Regions from separate parts of the Gossypium arboreum genome. Here region 2 is linked to region 1. The links are chromatin contacts, called in public Hi-C maps. All regions are on one chromosome and are shown on one strand. The core of a region is the stretch at or near the end of the contact, and the rest is flanking DNA. Distances in the headings are between cores, read along the strand shown. Region 1 holds the start of LOC108464042 (protein translation factor SUI1 homolog). Region 2 holds the start of LOC108464350 (embryogenesis-associated protein EMB8-like).

Region 1 (5,740 bases), core at 341-2,840:
AAAATAGAAATGTCTCCTACATTACCCATAATATGTGGAAGTATCGACATAATTTCATAAAGTCATTCGGCCAGAATGCTACATAAAGAACATAAGCCAGGTGACGGAACTGGAAGACTTAAGATGTAGAAGATCATAACATAAGTGGTTCGACAGATTTAGATTCCTATATATTCACTCATATGGTACTTCATTGTACAATATATATAAGAATTATACGAATCTATCTGTATAGATATCATCATCTACATCCAAAAAGCCAAACTAAAAAAAGGAATTCATAGTAAAAGTGAGTTTCAAAATTCCTCTCCCTAAAATTGTTTCTCTCTTCCTTTACCAAAATCTTAGTGAGAAGAGATGACTTCCTTGTCTTACAAAAGACAACTATGAAATTTGATGTATATGTATAAAAGTTCTACTTGGCTCACAAGGTGTTTAAGAGATAATACAAAACCGTTATGAAGCTTCCTAAAATAAGGCATCACTATCGCAACATGAAAAGGATGCTTTGGCAAAAACAAGGAAGAAGGATTAACAAGTCCTCACTCTTATCTATCAATATTTGGATGAATCGGTGTTGGTAAAAAGTTGCTAATGCTACCACTACAAAAGAAGCTTGGGAGATTTTGCAAAGTTCTCTCCAAAATGTTTACAAAGTGAAGAAGGTTTGACTCCAAGTATTATGAGGTGAATTTGAAACTTTGTGAATGAAAGGATTCAAGTTAATTTTAGATATTATTCAATGGTGTCGGCTATTGTAAATCAAATAAGAGATATGGAGAAACTTTAGAAGATATTTTTGTGATCGAAAAGTATACTGTCAGTGGAGTTTATTACAGGGTTGACAAGTGTTATGTACGTATAGGAAAATATTAAATAAATTAAAAATTTTACCACATATGTATGTGTGTCCAACTCAATCAATAACTTTATTAAAATATACAAATAAGAAAGTGTAAGTAATAAAATTAAAATCTATAAAAATATTAAAATGAAGCGTTGGTTAAATAATAAATTTAAGGTCTTACTAATAGAATTGGCATAAATTTAAATTTCACCATAAATATATTTTAACATAACTTATTTTAAATAATATATATTTGTAATTACACTAATTAGATTAACGTTTTAATAGAATTGGCATAAATTTAAATTTCACCATAAATATATTTTTAACATAACTTATTTTAAATAATATATATTTGTAATTACACTAATTAGATTAATGTTTGATTAACTCGTGATATTAATTATTTAAATAATAATATAAATATATAAAGAAATGTATTAAAATATAATAAAAAATATTTTTACTTTCTTCTTTTTCCTCTCTCTAAAATGGTGCATTATACACCCGAACTTTTTTAATTTTTCTTTATCTCTATCTTCTCTTGTTCTTTATCTACAATCTTTTTCTCCTCTTTTTAGTTTTTCTTTTTTCCTGAAAAAAATCCCATTATATTTAAATTAAGACCATAAATTTTTTCTTTGGTTTTCCACAGTCTTCTCAAATGATGGATCAGCTTCCATTAGATTCCAGGCTGGGGTTATTTATTTCTCCAATACATTACGCTTTCATTAATCTAAATCTGGAAATCTACGGTTCACCAATCAATCTCTACGTACATATCCTTAACCACTGTACGCCGCGGGCTTTAACCGTCTTTCACCTTCCTATATAAATACCATCTTCCTTTCTCTTCTTTCCTCATCCTATCAATTCCAACAACTCTCCTAGTTCTCTCTCAAGGTTCGGTTTCTAATCCAATACTCTTTTTTCTTGTTTTTGTCTCTGGGAATTCTTTTAGCATGTCTTGTCTTGTTATCTAAGGATTGGATTAATGGTTTCTTCTGGATGTTTTTGTCTTTGCTTTGTTCATTGCAAAACTTGGTGTTATTCTCTTTTGCAAGATGAACCACTTTATGCCGTTGTTTAGATCTGTGTTTGTATCTAAGTTGGTTGGTTCTTAACAAGTTGTATAATACTTGCTGATGTTCTAACAATTTAAGGTACTTTGATGCAGACCACTCGCTCGAGGAACAAGACAAGCAAGTCCAGATCGATCAAAGTTCTTATTTAACGAAGTACATGGTTGAGTTAGGCATTCAAATCCCAACTACTTTTGATCCTTTTGCGGAGGCCGAGGAATTCGGAAGAACAGGAACCAAAGACTATGTTCATATCCGAATCCAACAGAGGAATGGCAGGAAAAGCTTGACAACTGTTGAAGGTCTGAAACAAGAACTGAGTTCCGATAAGATCCTTAAGTCTCTTAAAAAGGAGTTCTGCTGTAACGGGAATGTTGTGCACGACAAAGAGCTGGGCAAAATCATTCAATTACAAGGTGATCAGCGGAAGAAAGTAGCACACTTCCTTGTTAATGCTGGAATAGTGAAGAAAGAGCAAATCAAGATTCATGGTTTTTGAGTGGTTTTAGGGATGTCATGTCTTTTGATTTTAATACCTCTGGTGTGTGGGAAGAACCCTAATGGAATATGATGTTGGAGTTTCAGTTTCATTTATAATAAATAATGGTCATTTATTTGCTTTCAATCTTTGCCTTACACAAATATCCTTATTTTCTTTTCATATCTAAATTTCCATAACCGGAGATATGTTGAATATGGACAGTAGAGAAAGATAGTCGGAGTTTAATAGTATGCATATAAAACAAGTGTACTGTATGTGAACTACCAGGTATCCTATGAGGTTTTTAGTTTAAAACAAGTGTACTGTATGTGAACTGCCAGGTATCCTATGAGGTTTTTAGTTCAACGCTCTGGCGAAAACCCGAACTGAAGAAACAAGGAAAAATATATATAAGCAAAACAATCTCCCCTCTCAAAATCCGATTGAATATCTATATGCAATATATTACACTCAAAATGAAGAAAAAAGAACCCCCCTCCCCCCCCCTCAAAAAAAAAAAAAAAAGAAAAAACCACACTTATGTGGTGGAAATCTCCAAATCTCTTAAAAGCCAACTGTTGTTTTTTGCTGCAATTCTAGTCTTGAAAATCTAAAATAGCTGCCCATGCTGGGTTCCACTTCTCATCATATCACGGAACTCCTCGTAGTTGATTTTACCATCCTGTAAAGAAGGAATGAGAATCGATGAACCGTGCTGAAAATTGAAATAAACTTTTGAGTGATAGAAATGGAGTTTACATTATCGGTGTCGACTTCAGATATGATTTCCTTGATTGTGTCATCGTCACCCATTCCATATTCTTTCATGGCAGCTTCGAGTTCATCTCTTGTGATATGCCTGCAAAACGTTTCACAAACAAGTTATTGACATATCCATATCTCCCATGTAATTGATGTAGTGTGCCCCAACTACAACTGATTCAGAGCAATCGAATCCTATGTCACTCAGGCTTGGGTATGTGTGTTGGATATCAATACGTGTTCAACATTCTTTGAAGTTCTTTCACGTGTTTAGAAGCATTTGGAGGGTCACATCCTCATCCCTATGTCATGTCCATGAAAAAATAGAAGTCAGATGATGAATTTTATACAGAGTACGGATATCTCACCCACTATTGTCCTTATCAAAATGTTGAAAAGCTTTATACAAATCTTCATCTCTTTCAAGCCTATGTCTGTGCATTGTAGCTGTGATAAATTCGATATAGTCAATGGTACCATTTCCATCCACATCAGCCTGCAAAATAAAACCGAGGTTAGTAGGTCTATATTGTTAGAGCTCTTCATTTTTCTTGAAATACCCTTGCCTAACGTATATCAGGGCATACATATGAAGAGATGACCCTTCAAGGATCCTTCAAATACAGGGGAAAATGTACAAAATATTTAATATTCCCCTATCCAACAGTCACACGTAGTCCAAGTAAAACATAGTTTGTGTATGATATAGATTAAAACAAGGATCCAGATGTTATAGATTTAAATGATAACTTACAGCTTCCATCAGCTGCTGAACTTCAGTCTCTGTGAGCTTAGATCCCAGTCGAGCTAATCCAGTCTTAAGTTCATCATACGTGATTGTGCCACTGTTGTCAGTATCGATGTTTGCAAACATCTGCTTCAGGCCTTGGATTTCTTCTGTGGAAAGATTTTCTGCAATGACCTATAATCCACCGGGCTTGTTATCAGATAGCAACTAAATTAGGTTGTTCGAGTCAGGTCACACATTAGCATTAGAATAACAGGGGATTGCAAAAATGCCTTGCTAATTTGCTCTCATATATCAAAACAGCTCATATCTCGACTAATGATTCACATGCCTCTCTCTCTCTCTCTCTCTCTCAATTTTCCTACCAAGTTCCAAAAGAAAGAAATGATACCGTATAAATCAATATAAACTTACCTTTAAGGCAAGTTGCTTAAGTTTGTTCATTCTTCTGAATTGCTTCATTCTAGAAAGGACCGCACTGTCTAGTGGCTTGTCCGATGCATTTCCACCTTCTCTTATCCACGGATGCTCTGCATAAACCACAGAATTTCAATCTCTGACTTGAGCTTGAGATGAACTATATTAACTCATAAGTTTGACGTGCATATATGGTGTAATTTTGCACTGTTGTAACCGAGATTAACTACTTCAATAAATGCCCAACAAAAAAATAAAGGCTGCTGAAAATAACTACCTAGGACTTGAGTAGAAGTAATCCGCTTTTTCGGGTCCTGTGTTAACATCCTGCAGACTAGGTCCTTGGCACTGTCCGAAATAGATGGCCATGGCTGACTTTCAAAGTCAATTTCTCCTTCCAAAATAGCATCAAATATTCCCTTCTCAGTTTCTGCAAGGAAAAACATTCATCAAAATTATTTACCAACAATGAAATAGCAGTTTTGAAATTCAAAGGCAGTTTATAAAATGACAGCTTAGGATTCCCACGAGTAACCTTAAGTTTTACCTGCCCAAAATGGAGGCACACCACTGAGTAAGATATACAGTATAACTCCTGCACTCCAAATATCGATCTCCTTCCCATATTTACGCAGTAAAACCTCAGGAGCAACATAGAAAGCACTCCCAACTATGTCCTGATAAACCTTACCTGCCAAACGCGTCAAAAACAATCAGGAAAGAAGGATAGTAGTTATATCACAGCATGATAGAACATGAAATTCTTTTCTTTCCCCTCATTCTACATAGAGTTCACCTTCAAGCATAATACATGTTACTGTGAATAAGCATGTGAATACAGGCATCCTATTGTAATTGTGTTTTTACATGCAAGTTTATACTCAATAAAAGATAAATGTTGTGCAACCTTCACATGGTTATTGAGGTCAAATTCCACCATCAAGTAAATGAAACTTATTCTTCCAATTCAGTTTACAGGATATAGAGAGAACTAGTTTCAAACAATATTTCTGAAATTTGCCCTTCCTCTGTGCATCTTTGAAACTTTTTCAACGCAAAATAAGTATGAAGATTACAGCATAAATATAGAGGCAACCACAATGAAAATGCTGGAAGCTAAAAAAAGTCGCAGTTACTGTCAAGTTTCGGTTTTTATTTAGTAACAAATGAAGCTCCAAAGAGAAAAGGTTGATATTTTAAGATGCTATAGTCAAAATATCATATAGGTAACCAAATAAATTGTGAATAAAATAAAGCAAATGACATCTTAACAATGACATTCGAATATAATTTAGCTTAACGGACTTTATTCTTCTTTCAATAGTCACAATATTATTTAGGGGTTAGGTAAAAACTTAGAATCTTCCACAAGAAGACTTAGGAGTTAAGACTTCAGACTAATA
Region 2 (5,822 bases), core at 3,284-5,783, 140 kb after region 1:
CCTTGGTGGTGTATTCTGATTGGCCTTTACGACGTATTTGGCAAAGTTTGTAGGGCGTGATCTGTTAAGCCTGAGTAGCATAATCGATATTTGTCTTTGTAGGCAATTTTGTAATATCTATGTGGTGTAATTGGTGAAGTATATGTAATAGAATCTGGTTAATCGTCTATGTGGTAAGATTTTGGAAAGTCTTGGGATTTCTTCGATGGAAAATTTTGTGATAAGGATCTGATAAGTTTATATTTAACTTGGCTTGTTTACCTTTGGAATAAATGGAATAAGGTTTAAGGAGTGTATCGTGATTAAGGGTATGCCTCCGTAGTTCTAAAGAAATCATATGGTATCCGACGGAGTGGCTTGTTTAGGATATGGGCGTATTTACATATATGAAAGGTATAAGCATTAGCTGGACTGAGTTATCTACACTATGAAGAGACAAAATTTGAGTTATTTGGTACCTTTCAAATGTAAGATCAGTTATTTAAGTTATCCTCTAGAGATTGATATATGGAATTATCCAACATAAAGAAAGATATTCAACATTTGTTTGAAGAAGAAGGTATAAATATCACCTGATAAGATTTAGGGATCAGCCAGACGTGAAGTGAGAATTGATACGTTTAGAATTAAAGCTGGAGTATAAGAATATATCCAATAGTATAAAGTATTAGCCAAACACTAAAGTGTAATCCAAAATTCTTTAAGATGAGGAATACAACCAGAAAAGCTCCAAGGTATTTTGTGTAAAAAACTCACTAAATTTGTATGAACTTACAAGTGTTTGTTCATGTTTCAGGTGTTGATGTACGAATGAGTTCACTGAAGGACCAGTCCAGGAGCGCGCCAAAATGGCAGTTTTAGTCGCGGTATTATGCATACAGAGGACACCATGGTGTATAGTGTATACTTAAACAAACCATTTGGAGTCCATTTTAAAAATGTTAGGTGTTGTTTTTGAATTTTGATGTAACTATATAATATACAATTGTATTTTAAAAACCATAAAAAAAAATAATAAGTATGTTTATGAGTACTTGTATACCAATAGTTTAAATTTTAGCTATATGTTTATATGTGGTAACATCTGAGATCCAGACTCGATAATTCGAGTCGGGTTAAGGGCGTTACAAATGTAACCTCCCCAACCCGTCCTAAAAGTTATGATCAGATTTGGAAGATTAAATTGGCCACCAGAATGACCTAGTAAAACTATCGGAGTTTTTAAAACAATCTTTCTAAAACATTTATTTACCTTAGAAGAAAAACTTAGTGTGTTTCTAAAGATATAATATTATTCCAAAAACAAGTTGATCTTAATGTTTACTTTGTAAAAGTTATTTTCCAATTTTTTTTTCAAAAATCTCTTTTACATAATATCACAATGGAAAAATGATCTTCGATATAGTTTTAATTAAAACCAAAAGTTTATGCATAATTAAATCAAAATCCATATTTCAACAACCTAATCAACATAAATGTCATACATGCCAAAATTAACTCAAAATTTAAGTCCCATGTCACAGTTCAAATAAACAGTACAATTATCAAATAACAGAAATTATAAATAATACATCTAAAACGCTTTTATAAAATATATTCCGAGACAAGCCTTCCAAATGTCGAGTCCACATCATAACCTTGTAGGTTATTTGTAAAGATGGAAATTAAGGAAGGTGAGTTTAGAGAGCTCAGTGTGAGTCTAATCACAAGAAAATTGGTGCAAAACAGTAGACAAAACATAAAATAACAATTCTTAGAATAATCACAATCGTATAGCAATTCAGGGTATCAATTTTTCAGATCAACATATCAATATAATATTCCAGAATTCACCGTTTTGCATGTACATGCTTATGAATGGCAATGTAATTTTAGTTTATCAGAAGAGATCCTATCTAACTCCTCTACACACCGCAATAAGAGTTCCCAAAACTCATCCATCCCTACACACCGCATTGTGGATAAACCACCACTAATTTGCAGATAAACTATTAGTAAAAAATTTATGGGTAAACCATCAATATTTTCATATAAAAAGTTTGCAGATAAACTACCAGTAAGTTGTGGATGAACCACCAGTGTTTGAAAATTATTAAACTACCACTACTTCCTCCATTCATATCGTCCCACCCCCATGCAATGCAATATGACATGCTTGTAACAAAACAATGCAGAAACAATAGACATGCTTAACATATATTCAGTAGGGCAAAAACAGTAATTGTAGTAACAGTTTATAAGAGTTACAATGACAGTAGTCATGTAACATTCACATATCATACAATATAACGATAACAATTCAGTAATTAAATCACAAATTCCAAAATATACATAATATTAGAGACTTAATTGAGTAAATAAAAACTCTAAAAACAATTCAGGGACTATATAAGGACTAAACTGAACAATTCATAAATCTTTGGATAAAATTGTAAAACAATGATCATACATCCGTGTGGCCAAGCCGTGTAGAAGGGTTATACGACCGTGTGGCCATGCCATGTAATAGCCTGAGGTCGTGTAGAAAATGATGAATTAACCTACAGGAAGGACACGGTTGTGTGGCAGGCCGTGTAATAGGCTGAGGTCATATGGAAGACGAACTACCCTACAATTTAGAGAGGCACATGGTCGTGTGGTCCACACACCTGTGGGGGAGATCGTGTGGCCCTAAACTTATACACAATCACCACTAATTCACTTGGAAAAGACACACACTTTTCACCGCAAGTTCGACTGGTGTTCCTTACAATCAATTTTGATTTGATTCACCTAGATTCGGTTCTTCAACAGTAAATACACAAAATTAATTATTGGTATCAAAACTTGGGCAAGATTATCAAATATTGGCAAGATTCGAAAAAGAATTGATTAATCAAATGAAAAAAAATTACGTTGGATTTTTGTACAACAAAAATACGAAATCTAATTATCAAAACAAATGCACTTACTGACCTTGGCAAAGGTAACAGATGATAACGACGAAAATTCTAATCATCGTTAGAAATTGAATGAATCGAGGTCATTTAATACAGGGAAGAAAAATAATCGATAGTTCAAAGGTAAAAATTATGAGAGAAAAGAAAAGAAAAGAAGATGGAGGAAAAATTCTATTAAGATTTGAAAAGGGGCAAGATGTAGAATCTAATTAGGAAAAAATGGGTTAAATACCTAGGGCTTATAAACCCTAGGGGTGGCAATGGTAAATATCTCAAAGTTTAGCCAAAATTAAAAGAAATGAAATGGCAAAGGAGGAACTCAACCTAAGACCTCTGGGAAGGGGAACTAGTACTTAACAATCAAGCCTAAGACTCATTTCTTATTTAATTTTAATTATTAACCGTATATATTTTGGGGCGTGACAAACATGATTATACATTTCGTCAAAAATTGATGTTTAGTTATTATATTTAACACTTCAAAAGTTAAATCCTTCTAAATTTTTTATTTGAAATTTTTAGTTGATACACAATTATTAACATTTTAGTATTTTGATTTATTAAGACACGATTTTTTTATGAAGAATACAAAGAACAAACGACTTATTGGCTAATATGATGCTACACAAGATTGAGCAAAAATATAGGTGATAAATTTAAAAAAGAATGTTAATAATTTAATTAAAATATTTAAATTGAAAAAAAATTATTTTTAAATATAAAAAGTTAAATTTTATATTCTTTAAAAGTACATAGACAAAAATAACATATAATTATATAAATTATATAAAATATTGAATTACAAAATATATAAAATGATAAAAATAATTAATTTGTTGAATTCTTCTTTATATTAGCATTGTAACAATAATTTTAAAATTTACTTTTACGCCAGACACTGCGATATTGAAGGAACAAAGATTATTGATTATATTTTTGAAATATGCTATTAAATTTGTTTGCATATATTTTAATATTTTCGGTTTAACATTATATTATATTTTAAACTTAAGTTTTTTTTTAAATATTTATATCTCCTCAAATATTGTTTCATGAACAATTTTAATTAATAAACCAATATTAAATAATAACAATTTTATAAAACTAACGAGCAACTCGTGCATCACACAAGATAGTAAACTAGCTTTAAAAAAACGACAATCTAGAGGTATTAAGGGTTGGATTGGTCTTAAACATTATATTAATACATTTTTATAGTAATTTAAGCCTAGCTAGACCTAAAAATATGAACTTAAATTTTTGCTCGAATCTATTCATATTTGTAAATAATTAGTCCAATTCTATTTTAAATTCTCAAATATTATTTTTAATATAATATTTTAATGTTTTCTTTATTTATTAAAATTTTATATATAAACATAATGTTACTATTATATATTACTATATATTAAATTTATTTGTATATGTTATAAATTTTATAAAATATTAAAAATCTAAAAACCAGCTCGGACGTTGAATGCTTATATTTTAAACCAACTTTGGAATTCAACAACAGGGTTAGTGAGACCCTCTCTGTTGTGTCATTTCCATGGGGTACATGCAATAAAAACGTGACAAAATGGTCCCAAGCTCAATCACGTTGTCAAAATTTTCTTCATGACTAATAATGTAATGATCTCAGACAAAATCTGTCTTTTCTTTTGCTAAAGATCATACGAAATCTATGTTCACGTCCTGTCAGCCACACAACTTTAAAATCTAGTATATGCATAAGTCCAGGGAAAAATCTAGGCTAACTCCAATATGGCGACTTCTCCCTTGTCTGTCACCTCCAAACCACCATCAGTCACCCGTCTACGCCACCAACGTCCACCACTAACCCCCGTCCGTGTCAGTGCTGCAGCCGTCACTACAACTACCGGGATGCCAGACCACCACCACCCTTCACTCGAAATCACTGGTGGAGGAGCTGATCGCTTTCTCCCTGCTTTCAACACCCTTCACCTTCATTACAAGCCTTTCCCCATCATTGGTTGGAACCGCCATCTTGAGACCATATTCGCTGCCTTCTTCCGTACTGTCCCCGAAGTTAAGTACCGCCGTGAGTGCCTCCGGACCCAAGACAATGGCACCATAGCCTTGGATTGGGTCTATGGTGACCACCGCAGCTTGCCTTCCGACTCTCCGATCCTCATTTTACTGGTTTGTGTATTATCTGTTTTAAATACCCTTTTGTTTAATTGGATGAAAGGAGGGAAAAGTATTCAATTTCAGGGGTTTGATTTTCTACCCTTTTGTTTGGTTGGTGGGAAAAGTTGAATGATTGTTGAAATTGAATGTTGCAGCCAGGGCTAACTGGAGGGAGTCAAGATTCATATGTGAAGCATATGCTGGTGAAAGCTAAGAGCAAAGGCTGGAGGGTTGTAGTATTCAATAGCAGGGGCTGTGCAAATAGTCCTGTTACTACTCCTCAGGTACTATACTACTATAAATTTCTTTCTTACAGATTTAAATTACGGTCGCGGACTTATAGTCATTTTATCCTTGATTTGCAGCTCCAAACAGCTTCATTCACAGCAGATACTTGTCATGTAGTAGATCATGTTTCATCTAGGTACCCCATAGCAAGTATTTATGCTGTTGGTTGGTCTCTTGGAGGCAATATCCTTGTCAATTACTTGGGAAGGGTAAGCGAAATAGGGGTTTTTTATAAGGTCCGAACATATATCGGACACAAAATGAAAAGTCTGAATAACATAACCCGCCTCATGTATAAGTTTTTAAATTTTTGGCATGCAGGAGCACCATAGGTGCTCTCTCTCTGGTGCTGTATCACTCTGCAATCCTTTCAACTTAGTGATTGCAGATGAAAATCTCCGAAAGGGCTTCAACAATATTTATGACAGAGCACTTAGGGGAGGT

The links. Hi-C and Micro-C count contacts between places; a contact is called where the count stands out from the background.
Region 2: a contact with region 1 is called in a Hi-C map of leaf, with 2.5 times the contacts expected there. The contact joins the promoter of LOC108464350 here to the promoter of LOC108464042 in region 1. A contact is called at or near these places in 2 of 5 Hi-C or Micro-C datasets (both in leaf).

What each region holds. Positions count from the first base shown.
Region 1 is chr13:110,968,507-110,974,246 of ASM2569848v2, forward strand. LOC108464042 (protein translation factor SUI1 homolog) reads left to right here and starts at 1,591. Exons shown (of 2, transcript XM_017764113.2): 1 at 1,591-1,750; 2 at 2,025-2,554. The coding sequence starts at 2,090. The coding sequence ends at 2,428. It overlaps LOC108464041 (calcium-dependent protein kinase 33), which reads right to left. Exons shown (of 9, transcript XM_053023939.1): 3 at 4,885-5,028; 4 at 4,615-4,767; 5 at 4,335-4,450; 6 at 3,927-4,094; 7 at 3,541-3,668; 8 at 3,170-3,269; 9 at 2,232-3,092. The coding sequence ends at 3,021.
Region 2 is chr13:111,106,950-111,112,771 of ASM2569848v2, forward strand. LOC108464350 (embryogenesis-associated protein EMB8-like) reads left to right here and starts at 4,534. Exons shown (of 9, transcript XR_001868276.2): 1 at 4,534-5,102; 2 at 5,246-5,374; 3 at 5,456-5,587; 4 at 5,700-5,822.